Linked DNA regions of Rattus norvegicus: all the other regions are linked to region 2. A link is a contact called in public Hi-C and HiChIP or PLAC-seq data. All regions are on one chromosome and are shown on one strand. The core of a region is the stretch at or near the end of the contact, and the rest is flanking DNA. Distances in the headings are between cores, read along the strand shown.

Region 1 (4,105 bases), core at 1,422-3,921, 180 kb before region 2:
CAAGAAAGTAATTTAAGGGCTGGAGAGATGGCTCAGCGGTTAAGAGCACCCGACTACTCTTCCAGAGGTCCTGAGTTCAATTCCCAGCAACCACATGGTGGCTCACAACCATCTGTAAAGAGATCTGATGCCCTCTTCTGGTGTGTCTGAAGACAGCTACAGTGTACTTATATATAATAAATGAATAAAATCTTAAAAAAAAAAAGAAAGTCATTTAAAAGACCCACACCTGTGAGATGCATCCTAGTACTTAATAAGACTCAACCCAAGCTAAAACGGAAAAACAAAGTGTTAAACCATGCTTGCCTTTTGCCAACAATACTCTCCTGTCCTTCCCAGCTTCACTACTAAAATAATTTCCACACCAGGCAGCTTTCTCACATTCCTCATCCATCTCCTAGAATCTATCAGAAACCAAAAGCTTGCCAATCATATGTGAAAATCATCAAGGAAGACATCCAGGCACACCCTGGCCACTTAGATCAAAAGAGTTGAATTACTTGTTCCCGAGAGCTGTCAATCAGTGAACATGTCTGAAGGAGTCAAACTGCCCCAGACAGCTAAGGATGCAGACAAATCCTTCAGTGTTTTCTAAGCAGCTCAGTGACTCAGGAATTTGGCTTCCACCGAGATCGTGTGCACAACTAAATTTTAATTCACAGAGGCCATAGATTAATGAATCAGGTACTGCTTCAGGGCAGTGTAGACACTGGAATTCCTCCCACCTCCCTCTGACATGCCAGCAGTTGCTCAGTCTAGACAGCTAGTAACCAGAAAAGGGCATCGGTGCTCGGAAGAGACAGGCTGCTGTTGATCCCAAAGCACGCAATACACTTACTTATATGCAATTAATAACTTTCCTATAATTACCCTCAAGTAACTAGACATTACCTTATGTATGTATGTATGTATGTATGTATATATATATATATATATATATATATATATATATATATATATGTAGATACAGGGTCCTCTGTATTGCAGGATGGCCTGGAACTCCCTATCTACAGCTAAGAGTGACTGAATTTCAAATTCTACTTCCTCCGGAGAGACACAGTGGCCACTGAAACAATTCTTTGCTAGGTTGAGGACCAAGGATTTGGGTGTGCTTGGTAAGCACTCAAGGGACAGAGGGCACCTCACAACCCCACACACCCGTTCCTGTCGCATCAGTTTAAAGTATGGAAATGTTTCATCCGATGGAACATGGCAGTAGCCAGCAAATTACCATGAACACCCATTTGGTAAACAGCCTCATCCAACCACCTCTATTGGTGCACAAGACCTGGCTTACCTTATCTGAACAGTGTAGGTATAGTTGGTGGGTTTCGGTTGCCACTCCAAGATTGTCTTGAAATCAGTTGATATCCAAGTTAAATTAAACGCTTTCCCTGGAGGAGTGCCTGCAAATAAACACAAAAGATCTCTAACTGCATGCACTTCAGTGTTCTCCACCTCGGGCTAATGTCTAAAACACTTTCCCAGCCTCCGCCATCAAAGGGCACACATTTTTTTTGTTTGTTTGTTTCCGCTTTGTTTTCAGTCACAAAAGCTTTGCTCACTTGTAAAGAACAGAGGGTGACCCATATAGCCCTCCAGGCAACATCCACAGGCAATCCGTGGAAACAGCTGAAGATCCAGAGGTCCTTCTTTAAATGTTCATGGGAAAGCCCACTTTAAAACCGCACGGAAGGAGAATCCAAGGTGCCAGAGAGTCCCAGAATCTTCTGAAGCAGTCCGGCAGGAAGGGTTTGAGTAAGTTCGTTTGAAACAGGGCTCATCCGCCACACATGCACACGCACACGTGCACACAAACACACAGTCAGGAATGTGCATAAACGAAAAAGTCTAACCTGACCTTTCCCATTGTAATCTAAAATATCTTTACACCGAAATTCTCAGGGAGAGCAAGGCAGATGTGCGGCCCACGTGGCACCTGTCGCATGGTGGGATGCTATGCCATTAAAATACTGTCCAACGTCTCTTTTTGCAAGTCCCTGGGTTTCAGCCTCTGCCTCACCCCAACACTGGGTAGATGTGGGTATGCACTCTGTCTTGCCTGAGTTTACAACAGCGTTGCTTCTTAAACCAAAGGCCACAAGAGCGCACACCTTAACATCAAACCACGCGAAGCACGCCGACTTTGGCAAAGGCGGGCCCTGGAGCCCGCCACCTTCAAGGGCCCAATTTCCTAGGAAGCTCTTCCTTCAGAGTTAAAGCTGGAACCCCAGTTAATCCTATGTAACCACGGTGGATGCACAAAGCAGGCATCTTCAGCGGCGACAACAGCCGGGAGTCCGGGTACCAACTACCTTCCCTCCCTGAGTTCATTGAAACGCTCAAGGCTAGCGCAGCCGAATCCACAGGTACGGCGGGACACCTTGGCGTCCTCAAGGAACCAGAGCAGCCTCCCAGCCAGCCAGACCCATTCTTTGTCTCCCGCGGGCGGTGCACCCCGGGCTTCTCAGGATCAATGCCACTCACCTGCACCAGCGGCCACCTGAAGGAGAAGGAAGCCGAGAAAGGTGGGCGCGAGGGCCGCTAGGAGGCGCGGGCGCATGGGGATAGCCATGTCCAAGGGCTGCTGGCGAGGTCGCGGGGCTTCAGCAGAGGCGCGGAGGCTACGCTACACGAGCGATCAGACGGAGCGAGTGATGGGTACCGGTTGTACCCAGGCTGCCGGGGTCCGCGCGGGGCGCGTTATAAAGGGCCGCGCGGACACCGGCTCCTCTCCACCCCGCGCCGCCTCCGCCGAGGCTCGCGACTCCCCGCCCCCCGGGGCCCCGGTCACTCGCTTTCGCGGTGGGCGGCTCCCGGTCAGTCCACACCCCTGCTCCGCCCACTCCCCTCCCGTAGGAAACTCCGAGACCCCGAAAGGGGTGACTCAACCGTGATTCAACACCACCGCCGAGCACCCCTTCGGCGCAGGCGGATCCAGGTACTGCGGAGACCCAGGCTCCCGGGCTGTTCCCTGGGTGACCACCCTAGGTGGTTTGCTGGGGAGAAAGGAGTTGCGCTGTTGGAGGGACCTAAGTTGAAAGTCAAGGGAGCCTTACTTTCACTCTGCTTTCGATATACGCTGAGCCCTCAGCAGAGGATGTATCAAAACTCCTGGACTATCCCTGGTAGCCAAGGGCAGTTCCAAAGCCCAGCCTGAGCACCCGGTGGTTAGCAGAACATTCAGTCCCTTGGTACGCTGTACAGGGCGGTGCAATAAATGCACGTGTCTGCCATGGACAAGGCCCCTGGATTAGGTCTAAAGGCCACTGGGCTCCCCGACTCCCATTCCTGAAGTGATTGAGGAACTGCAGCTTGAAGCCTGGGAGAATTTGACCAAGACTTCAGTAGCCACGGGTTCCAGGAAGGCTGGTTCTTACGTTGAAGAGGACAGCAGTGGGTTGTAATGAATTCCTCCAAAGCACAGAGAAAGAAAAAAATGAAACTGAAAAAAAAAAACATTCGGACTTCCCAATTTGTTTATTTTTTTCCTTCCTAGACCCTGGGAATGAAACCTACCCATTTCAAGGACACCTCTGTCACTGAGCCTAGTGGCAGCCAGGTGTCACCTGCAAGCTTTGGATTTTCTTCATCTATTTCCTGGCTTCCCCTTCTAGGCTTTATTGGGAAGTTGGACCTGAGAATATCACTTATCCTACCGCTAGCACTTACTCAACATGGCGTCAGAAGGTTTCTTACCATTCCTGGTTGACTGTCCTGCTTATTCCTTCTTTTATGCCGGTGGTCCTCAACCTCGCTAATACTGGGACCCGCATACAGTGCCTCATGCTGTAGCGACCCCCAACCATAAACAATATTTCCATTGCTACTTCCTAATTGTAATTTTGCTACTGTTATGAATTGTAATGTAAATATCTGTCTTCCCATGCTTTATATACTTTCTTTCGTTCTTTCTTTCTTTTTTACTTTCCTTGAGTAAAGTCGATTAGGTCCACTTTGTAGGCTCTGAGAAGTGTAAAAAGTTACTAAGCTGTTGTCACACTCACAATGGCTTTTGGTTAGGCTTCCTGATGATGCCTGAGAATGGACAGGGCAGAACCTCTTAGCCTTTTACAATACCAGTCTTGAGGTCAGCTGGTCCCTG
Region 2 (4,168 bases), core at 488-2,987:
GAGGGAGATACAAGTCAAAACCATATTTCAGAATGGTTAGCGTTTAATTAGTTAATGATTAATAATTAATACAAGCAGAAGTGTTAGTGAAGCGTGGGGGTGGGGACGAATCTGCTTACACTGCTGGTGAGCACAAATCAGTGCAGCCCCTGCGGAACTCAGAGTTCACTGAAATGGGGAGCAGCCCCGCCGGGCTCAGTGGGAAGGGAGAGTGTGCCCGTGCATCAACAGAATGATTCGGTCTTCTGTTCAAACGTCTTCTTAAAATGCTATACCTTTGATTAAGTGGTGTTCTTTTAAATGTTGTACAATGTGGGTTCGAATCTTAGTTCCACCTACTACCCATGAGACTTCAAACAGGTTATAAAGCTCAATATACCTCACCCAACTAGATGAGACCAGTAGTTTCCTGTAAAAATGTCACGGGGATTCAGCAATGTCACAAACAATGAGTCCCAGCCCTGTGCCTGGTACTTGCTAACTAGCTAATCAGTAGTAGTGTATCAAGATGTCCCTGCTGTCTCTGTGTTCAGACACCACCCTAAGGGCTAAAGGATTTTGTCTTGCACTCAGGCAGATAAACAACTCACTCTGATATGTTTTGATAAGATAGGACCACAAAGCTATAGGAACCAGGGTGAGTCAATTCCTAGAAAATGTGGTCTCTTCACGGAGCTTCAGAGTTTAAGTAGGATTTCATCAGGACAGAATAGGCTAGACATTCCAAGCAGACATTCCTACATCAAAGAAAGGCTAGGAGGACCCAGCAGGGTGAGGTTGGGCTGCGGCTCCTCCCGCTTCATTTTCTAGTAGCCTGCAGAGAATCGCTTTCTTCTTTCTTCTGGGCTCAGCAAACCTAGCCAGGGGCGAGGGGCTGATAGGAAGCTCCTTCCAAGGACAGAGAGTGTGGGACCCTCACAGACTCACTGCTGCCTCTCTGATGTGGGGGACACCAGGCCGAGTGCACCCTTCAGTCATCTAACGTGTCTGACTGCTGGTGGAAAGGGCAGAATTGCTAAGAGCCCAGCAAGGGAAATGGTGGGAAAGAATTCTTCTTAGAAACCTGGGCCAGCCTTCCCAAAAATCTCAGGACAATCCACAGTCGCTTGGCAGCCTGGCTGAGGTGGCCCAGCAGCTGAGGCAGTGCCAGCAAGCCTCCCATGCAGCTTTTCGCCACAAAGTCCCTGTTTCTTTTGGGTGCCAGCCATCTCCACAAGTCACACATGAGGTTTAGTACCAGAAGCGGAAAGTCACACAGACTGTAATACTTACGACCTTCCAAACATAAGCCTTCGCCTCCACGACTGGCAAGGAGATGCAGGGGTGGGGGTGGGGGAATAATGCCTGGCTCTGGGGAATTGTAGATGCAGCTGTGTATTTATTTATACATTTGGGGAAAGGGCATTCCGGGGATGTAATCATCTCATCGCCGGTGTAATTTGGGGCTGAAACTTGTAACTGTGCTAACGTTCCCTGCATTTTCTCCAACCCCTTATTTCAATCAAGAAACCAAGCTTCGTCTTTCTTATCCAGAGCTTTGGTAAAGTGGAGAGCAGACTCCTTACCAGAACAATAGAGACCAGAGGCATGGGGCAGGAAGAGCAGTAAGTTAAAAATGCACTTCCAGACACTGGCTCCATGCTCGCCAAGGATTGCTGGGACCAGAACTTAGACCTGAAGGGAATACAGAGAGCCCAGCCAGCTGCCTAGGCCAACAGCTAACTAGGCAGTACTTAAAGACAACTCAGAACTCAACGAGACTCTCCATGACTTAGTACCGACATCTCCCGGTCAAGACAGAGTCCTTCAAATGACTGAGCTGGAATTTCCTCCTAGACAAATAAAACAGGGACTAAATGAGCACTCTTTGCCAGTAAAAGCAGCCTTTCCTCTCACTCCCACGTGGAGAGCTTGTGACTGCCCCCGCCTGAGGAAACTGTAATGAACCTTCCTGAATGAACCTGGCCAGACACTTGTGATCTCAAGGCCCACTGCCTGGTCCTCATTGCTTCTAAATTCCCAAGTTCAAGTCCCAAAGAAGAGGTACAAAGTGAGATCGATAAGAAGGTGTACTTACATCCCAAGAAAAGGTACATATACTTAGATTCCAATCTATAAGGACAGAAGTCTAGGGACTATGTTTGGGAATGGACATTAAGAATATGGGGTGGGGGAAGAGGTAGAGGGGAGATTGGGAGGAGAGGTAGGAGAAAAACTGAGGTCGGGGATGTAATATATGAAAGAATAAGTTAAACACACTGAACTGGAAGAAGAACGAATATAGATGAAGTTAGATGAGGCCCAATTGGTTGTCGTGGTCTGCAAAGCAGAGATTCTGCATTTAGTGCTGTGGTTTGCTGAGGAAAGGTTCCAGGTAGAGGGTCTGCAAAGACATGCACCATGGAGGAAAGGTAGCTCTGATGTCGGAACTATGTTTCCTTTCCTCTTTTGTTTCAATAATGGGGACTGTTACCTCTGTCTCCTGCATGCCAGACAAGCTTTGTACCCCTGCACTCCAGTCCTTTTAAACCTTCTGTTTGGAAGTGAACAAGGGTCTCATTGCACTTTCCAGGATGACCTTGAATTCACTCTGCAGCCCAGGCAAGCCTTGAACTTGTAACCTCCCTGCAGGAAGAGGCAATACCGCATCCCTAGGGGCTCTGCAGAGAGCAATACCACTGTGGAAGGTCAGAAGAATGCTGGTCCTGCCTCATTCCTGCCTCATCTTCAGCTTGCTTATTTAGCAGATTCGGAGAACAGACAGCGTAGAGAGTGACAGTGGATCATAATAACCTTAGTCAGGTTATGGCTCCAGGGTAGCTGAGCTTCAAGATGTGGCAGCATGTGCCCCGATACCACTGTGGTATGCGACTCCTGAGCCAGCAATGCTTTTGTCTCAACCATAAAAGACAAGGAGGAGGAGGAAGAGGAATAGGAGGAAGAAGAGGAGGAGGAGGAAGGGGAGGAGAAAGAGGAGGAGGAAGAGGAGGTGGAAGAGGAGGAGGAAGAGGAGGAGGAAGGGGGAGGAGGAGGAATAGGAGGAGGAAGGGGAGGAGGAAGAGGAGGAGGAAGGGGGAGGGAGAAGGGGAGGAGGAAGGTGGAGGAGGAAGGGGAAGAGGAAGAGGAGGAGGAAGAGGAGAAAGAGGAGGAGGAAGAAGGGGAGGAGGAAGGGGAGGAGGAAGGGGAGGAGGAGGAGGAGGCCCTCGCCTCACCCCACATACAATTCAAAATGGAGGACAGATTTGTTTATTCTTTCTTCATGTATTTCATGTGTTTTGCTTACATGCACACGTGTATACCATATGAATAAGTGCTCCCTGTGGACATCAGAGGAGAGCACTGGATCCTCTGGAACTAGAATTACAGGTAGGTGGGTGCCGAGAGCTGAACCTGGGTCTTCTGCAAGAGCAGCCAGTGCTCTTAACCGCTAGGCCATCTCTCCAGCTCCACGATTCAAGATGAATAATAATCAAAATTTAAATCATAAGACTATAAACGTTCTAGAAAAAAACAGATGCCACCACCTTGGGTTATGTAAACATTTGTTAGCCATGACACCAAAATCATGACCTATAAATTTTAAGTGTGACATTGGCCTTTATCAAAATCAAGCTTCGCTACTCCAAAGGAGCCATTAAGAAAATTAAAGGATGCATTCCACATTTCAAAAAAAAAGGACTCACTTTAAAGAAATGTTAAAAGTTTGGGGGGACACATATGGTTAGCAAGATTTAAACTTATACAACATGTTATGTATCAAAATAAATACAAGATTTCACCATTGGCATGTATAATTTTTATGTTTGATGAATCACTTAAACTCTGAGGAAAAAAATTAAAAGACAGCCTAAGGAGAGGTATTTGCAAAGCACATATTCTGTAAAGGAATCATCAGAGTTTTTACAGCATAAGGCTAACCCAACAGAAAGGAACAAACAGGCTGGAGGGATGAGTCAGCAGGTAAGAGCATTTGCTGAGATAAGCGTGGTGACTCACATCATAGCTCTCTGCACGGGGGAGACACAGGCAGGTTGACCTCTGTGAGCTCGAAGCCAGCCTGGTCTACATAGAGAGTTCCAGGGTAGAAACCCTATCAAGAAAGACAGAGAGGAAGAAAGAAAGAAAAAAGGGAAGGAGGGAGGAAAGGAGGGAGGGTGGGAGGAAAGGA
Region 3 (4,438 bases), core at 1,921-4,420, 150 kb before region 2:
TCCATCCTTCTATATTTTAATGAAACCATTTTAGTTTTGAGTTCAATTTCATTTTATGTAATGTGATAACAGTATAAAATGGAAAGAGAAGAGTATAGCTGTGCTGTGTTTGATCTTTCAGAAGAACTAAGTCCCCGTGGATTTCTCTTGTGCACTAGGCACACCTTCTATTTTCTCTTGACCTCAGTTTCCACAAACAACATCACTAATTTCAGCTCTGGCTTTAGAAAGTCATAGCTTTCTCTGAAGTTATGTTGTAACCATTATTTTGAAAGCTGGTTTTAAAAGTTGTTCTTAGTTATTTCAAATGGCAATAAAGGAGATGGGAAGATTGTAAAAGCCAGAAGTCTGGGAGAACTAGATGGGTACAGTGTCTTCTAGACATGACAGGAATCTACTCGGGAACTCTCAACAGTGTGGCTGCCAGCACAAAAGCTTCACAAGATCAAGCCACCATTCCAGTATTAGAGGGATGGGCCCCACACTTAACTGATGGTTTCTTAGGGAGGGAGAGTCGGTCTTCTTTAGGAGTGCTGGTCTTGGTGACCCCACTCCTGTGGATAGCCCACATCCAAAAGCATATGGAAAGCACAAATTGGAGTCGATAGGTTCATTATTAAATTAAGAGAGAGAGAGAGAGAGAGAGAGAGAGAGAGAGAAGACAAAAATGGGACAATGGGAAGGTGAGACTGGATCTAAGAGGAAGAAGGAAGGGGGTATAAAAATCATAAAAAACATATTTATGAAATTCTCAAAGAATTGATAAAATATTAAAAAGAAAGAAAAAATATCCCCCTTACTCTATCCTCCTCTCCTCTCCAAGTACTGTGCCCCAGGGGCAGTCCATTTGGACACCTAGCTGTCTTTGTGGTTGGTATTTCTGTGCTTCTTGTATGTGTGCATATTTTACATTTCTAAAAATGCATACATTAAAAGACAAAAATAATAGCAAAGTAATTAAAGTGAAAGAATTTGTAGATGAAGAGTCCTTACATTTTTTTAAAGTTGATGTTCAAAGTAGTTGAACTTTTGGTTAAACAGCCTTCTGCACGAAAGCCCCACTCCCCTCTCCAAAGCTGACTTGAGCCAACGCCTGGGCCAGTCAGCCACTGTGACTTCAGGAACTTCCAGCAATAATTGTCTTAACAGTTGCCTCTCTCTCTCTCTCCCTCTCCCTCCTCTCCTCTCCTGTCCTCTCCTGTCCTCTCCTGTCCTCTCCTCTCCTCTCCTCTCCTCTCCTCTTTCTTCCACTCTCTCCCTTTTCCCCTCTCTTCTCTCATACACACCCTCCAGGAAGTTCAAAACGTCTGTGCCAGAGTACAATTTACAAGAATGTAACAATTATAAGGAGGCTGAGAATTAAAGTCCCCAAGTGTGGATTTCTAAGAACTGTCCACCAACCTCCCTCCCTTCAGAAGCAGACACCATGTCTGATGAAGGCGCCTGATCTGAGTGATGAGAAGGATTTGAGAGTCCGGGAGAGCCTCAAGCCACTGTTCAGATGGTCAAGAGCTCTCTGTGCCAGCAGTGTGGTGGGAGACAGTGGAAGCTGGGAGACACTTGGACTCTTGGCTCTGAGGGAACAGCCTCTTATCATTAACTTTGAGTAATCTTCTTCTGGAGTTTTCTTATATTCAAAATAAACATCAAGGTTCTTTCCCGTACAACTGGGATGGCTGGGTCAAAGCTGAGACAGTTTGAGGGGCCCATTTATTTTTCCCAAGCAGCGCTTCATGTTTTGTCCTTGACAAAATTCTGCAGCTCACTGAACACTGAAAGCACTTCACAGGTTGTCTATGTTTATTTGTTTTTGGAACATGAAAAGATTTCGTGTGAAGTAACATCTAGTATGCTCGTCCATTTGATCACATTGCCAAGACTGTTTTGCTTAACCACAGTCAAAGCTTCACATACATTAAACATATCCTCAAATGCTTCTGCCAAAAGGACCACCCCGAACCATATCCAGTTCACAGGATCCGTTCTCCATGCCTCCAACTACAAGAAGTGACCTGGAGTGCCCTGCTGATCTAGGATGTTGTAAGAGATGGCTCAGTGGTTAAGAACGCTCTCTGCTCTTCCAGAGGATAGGAGTTCAGTTCCCAACCACCATGGCATTTAACAACTCTCTGCAACTCCAATTCCAGAGGGTCTGATACCCTCTTCTGCCCCCCAAAGCACTTTATGCACACGGTACACAGACATGCAAGCAAGCAAAACACCCATGCATGTAAGATAAAAATACAAGACGTGTAGAAGAAGGGGGGTGGAGAGGAGGAGGAGGAGGAAGAGGAGAAGGAAGAGGAGGAAGAAGAAGAAGAGGAAGAAAAGCAACTTTTTTGGATTCTGTTCTGACTGCCAGGACAAATAAAACACCATAGACTTAAATTTTTGCACAGCTGCCTACTAGGTATTAGAACTAAGAAAAGCCTGCCAGTGAGATGACACCGTGTACAAAGGTTCTTGTCACCAAGCCTGATGACCTGAGTTCAATCTTGAGGACCCAGACAATAGGAGAGAAGTGATTCCTGCGAGACGTCCTCTGACTTCCACACATTCTTCAGTGGTGCGGACATCCCTCTAATAAATATAATTTAAAACATGAAAAGAAAAATGTCTCAGCAAATAACCCTAAATATTCAAGGCAGTTCCAGCCACAGGGCGTCAGTCATGGACGGATGTAAGTCTGTGCCTGTATGGAAGTTGACAGGAGTGTCTGTGCTCATGGTGGGCAGCAAGCCCAGGGCCAGCACCACTGACCCAGACATCTCTCCGGGGCGTTTCCTCTATCTTCCATGAACAACCGAATGCCTTATGGTTCATTTAGGGTGTTTTTTTGTATAGAATTCACTGGAAGTTGATTCCCTCCTTTGTTTTATTTTTAAAAGAATATTCTTACGGTAAACTCGTGAGTCAATTTTAAGACAAGCAGGCAGATCTGACTGGCTGTTTCATTCCACCTTGAAAAGTATTTGGAGCTGCTCGCTGAGGGAATTGTATTTTCTTAAAATGTCACGGCTCATTCCTTTCACTCTTTTTATGGAAATACCGACTGTGAAGGCCCTGTGGTGATGTCCTTTCAACCTGCAAAGGCTGCTGGGATCTAGACAGTGGGATGCTTTAGGAGATGCTTCAGGGCTACCGCACAGGTCACTATGGATACCATCATAATCAGAGATGCTACGGTTCATCTTTCACGGCCAGAGCCGAGAGGCTCAGGAGCCTAGTTCCTGTGGCTGTGGCCTGCTACTTAAGAAGAATAAAAGATCACATGCTCTCCCTGCCGAGCATGAAACAGAAGCCCATTTGTATGGCTCCTTTTCGGTCATCCTGTTTTTGGACCGGAATAATCTGCCTCATGAAAAGAGTGAGCAGGAGCCTAGAAATGCAGTTCCCATCCCCCACCCCAACCTCACATCTCACTGTTCTCCTTTCATGCTATAGAGGCCCAGCAGAGGCCTGTCCCCAGTTTACCTCTGAATAGTCCCCCTGTTTGAGTAAGGCATCCACAATATCCTAGGAACAAGAGTTCTGATTGGCAGGATGGCATTCCTCCCTAATGAGAAGGGGAGCAAATTGTTCCCACCGACGAATTAATACTGGTTACTAAGCAACCATTTCTTACAGCAGTCCTGCTCTAGCAAGATGATAAAGAAGGAGGCCACTAATTTCCCAGAATTTGTTCATTACCAGCTCACGGCTCTGTCTGAGCGGACTGTCGACATATAAAAGTGCCCCCAAATATACCATAGTGGTAATGGTGCATCTCAAGACAGAAGAGGAAAAAGCAATGGCTTTAGAGCAAGCTGAGTTCACTTTCTGTAGCTCTAGTAAGTTGTTCAAGGGGGCAAATGTGTACCCATCCTGTACAGCACGGTTTTGTCCCGTTAACGTTGCGTGACAATCCTGGGACAGTAGGTTAGTATAGTTTACAGATTATCTGACACAAAACTCAGAGAGGTGAAGTCGTGACTGGATCAAAATCAGACAGAAAATAAGTAGCTAAGTCAAGCCTAGGGTCCTGGCACGGCATGGTGTAAATCATTCAACCTCCCTCCCCACTGTGGAAGCTGACAGATTTCTGTCCTGTAAAAGGAAGTGAGCTGGCTAGCTACATAGGCAACAGTGTCGATTAATAACTAAATATTTGCTAATTTAAAAGTCCAACTGAATTGCTCAGGTAATCACAATTTGATTTCTTCCTGGACAGAGTAGCTTTATAAGAATGCTATGCTCTTGCAGCCTGCCTGGCCCTACACAGAAAGGATGGAGAGAGAATGAAGTCATATCTTCCTAGGAGTGTACGGAGAAGACTACATTCTTGTGACTCCTCTAACACCCTCGACCCGGGTCTACCAGACAATGGTCCATAGGCACCATATGTACCCCCTTTGTTGCCTAGAAACCACCGCCCATCCTCAAAGATGCTTCTCAGCCC

What was found. A called contact is a pair of places that touch in the nucleus more often than the background predicts. HiChIP or PLAC-seq counts read pairs in DNA pulled down with a chosen protein or histone mark.
Region 1: a contact with region 2 is called in a Hi-C map of liver, with 4 times the contacts expected there. The contact joins the promoter of F3 here to the enhancer-like site in region 2. A contact is called at or near these places in 9 of 12 Hi-C or Micro-C datasets (the A7r5 cell line, Schwann cells, frontal cortex and 4 more) and 1 of 1 datasets of contacts at active chromatin or transcription factors (oligodendrocytes).
Region 3: an H3K27ac HiChIP or PLAC-seq map of oligodendrocytes shows a contact between it and region 2, with 11 times the contacts expected there. The contact joins two enhancer-like sites.

The regions. Positions count from the first base shown.
Region 1 is chr2:212,510,338-212,514,442 of GRCr8, reverse strand. It overlaps F3 (coagulation factor III, tissue factor), which reads right to left and starts at 2,671. Exons shown (of 6, transcript NM_013057.2): 1 at 2,488-2,671; 2 at 1,298-1,406. The coding sequence starts at 2,575. LOC102555482 (a long non-coding RNA gene) reads left to right here and starts at 3,554. Exons shown (of 7, transcript XR_005501253.2): 1 at 3,554-3,690.
Region 2 is chr2:212,333,675-212,337,842 of GRCr8, reverse strand. No RefSeq gene overlaps it. Among named protein-coding and RNA genes, the nearest start is that of Slc44a3, 23 kb to the right of the region's middle. Within about 2 kb of position 1,737, at least 28 of the 93 cell types and tissues checked have an H3K27ac peak or open chromatin away from gene starts, as enhancers often do. A contact at or near this core is called in the A7r5 cell line and liver, where this site is marked.
Region 3 is chr2:212,481,658-212,486,095 of GRCr8, reverse strand. All of the region lies in intron 1 of LOC102554786 (a long non-coding RNA gene), which reads right to left. Among named protein-coding and RNA genes, the nearest start is that of F3, 28 kb to the left of the region's middle. Within about 2 kb of position 3,170, at least 47 of the 93 cell types and tissues checked have an H3K27ac peak or open chromatin away from gene starts, as enhancers often do.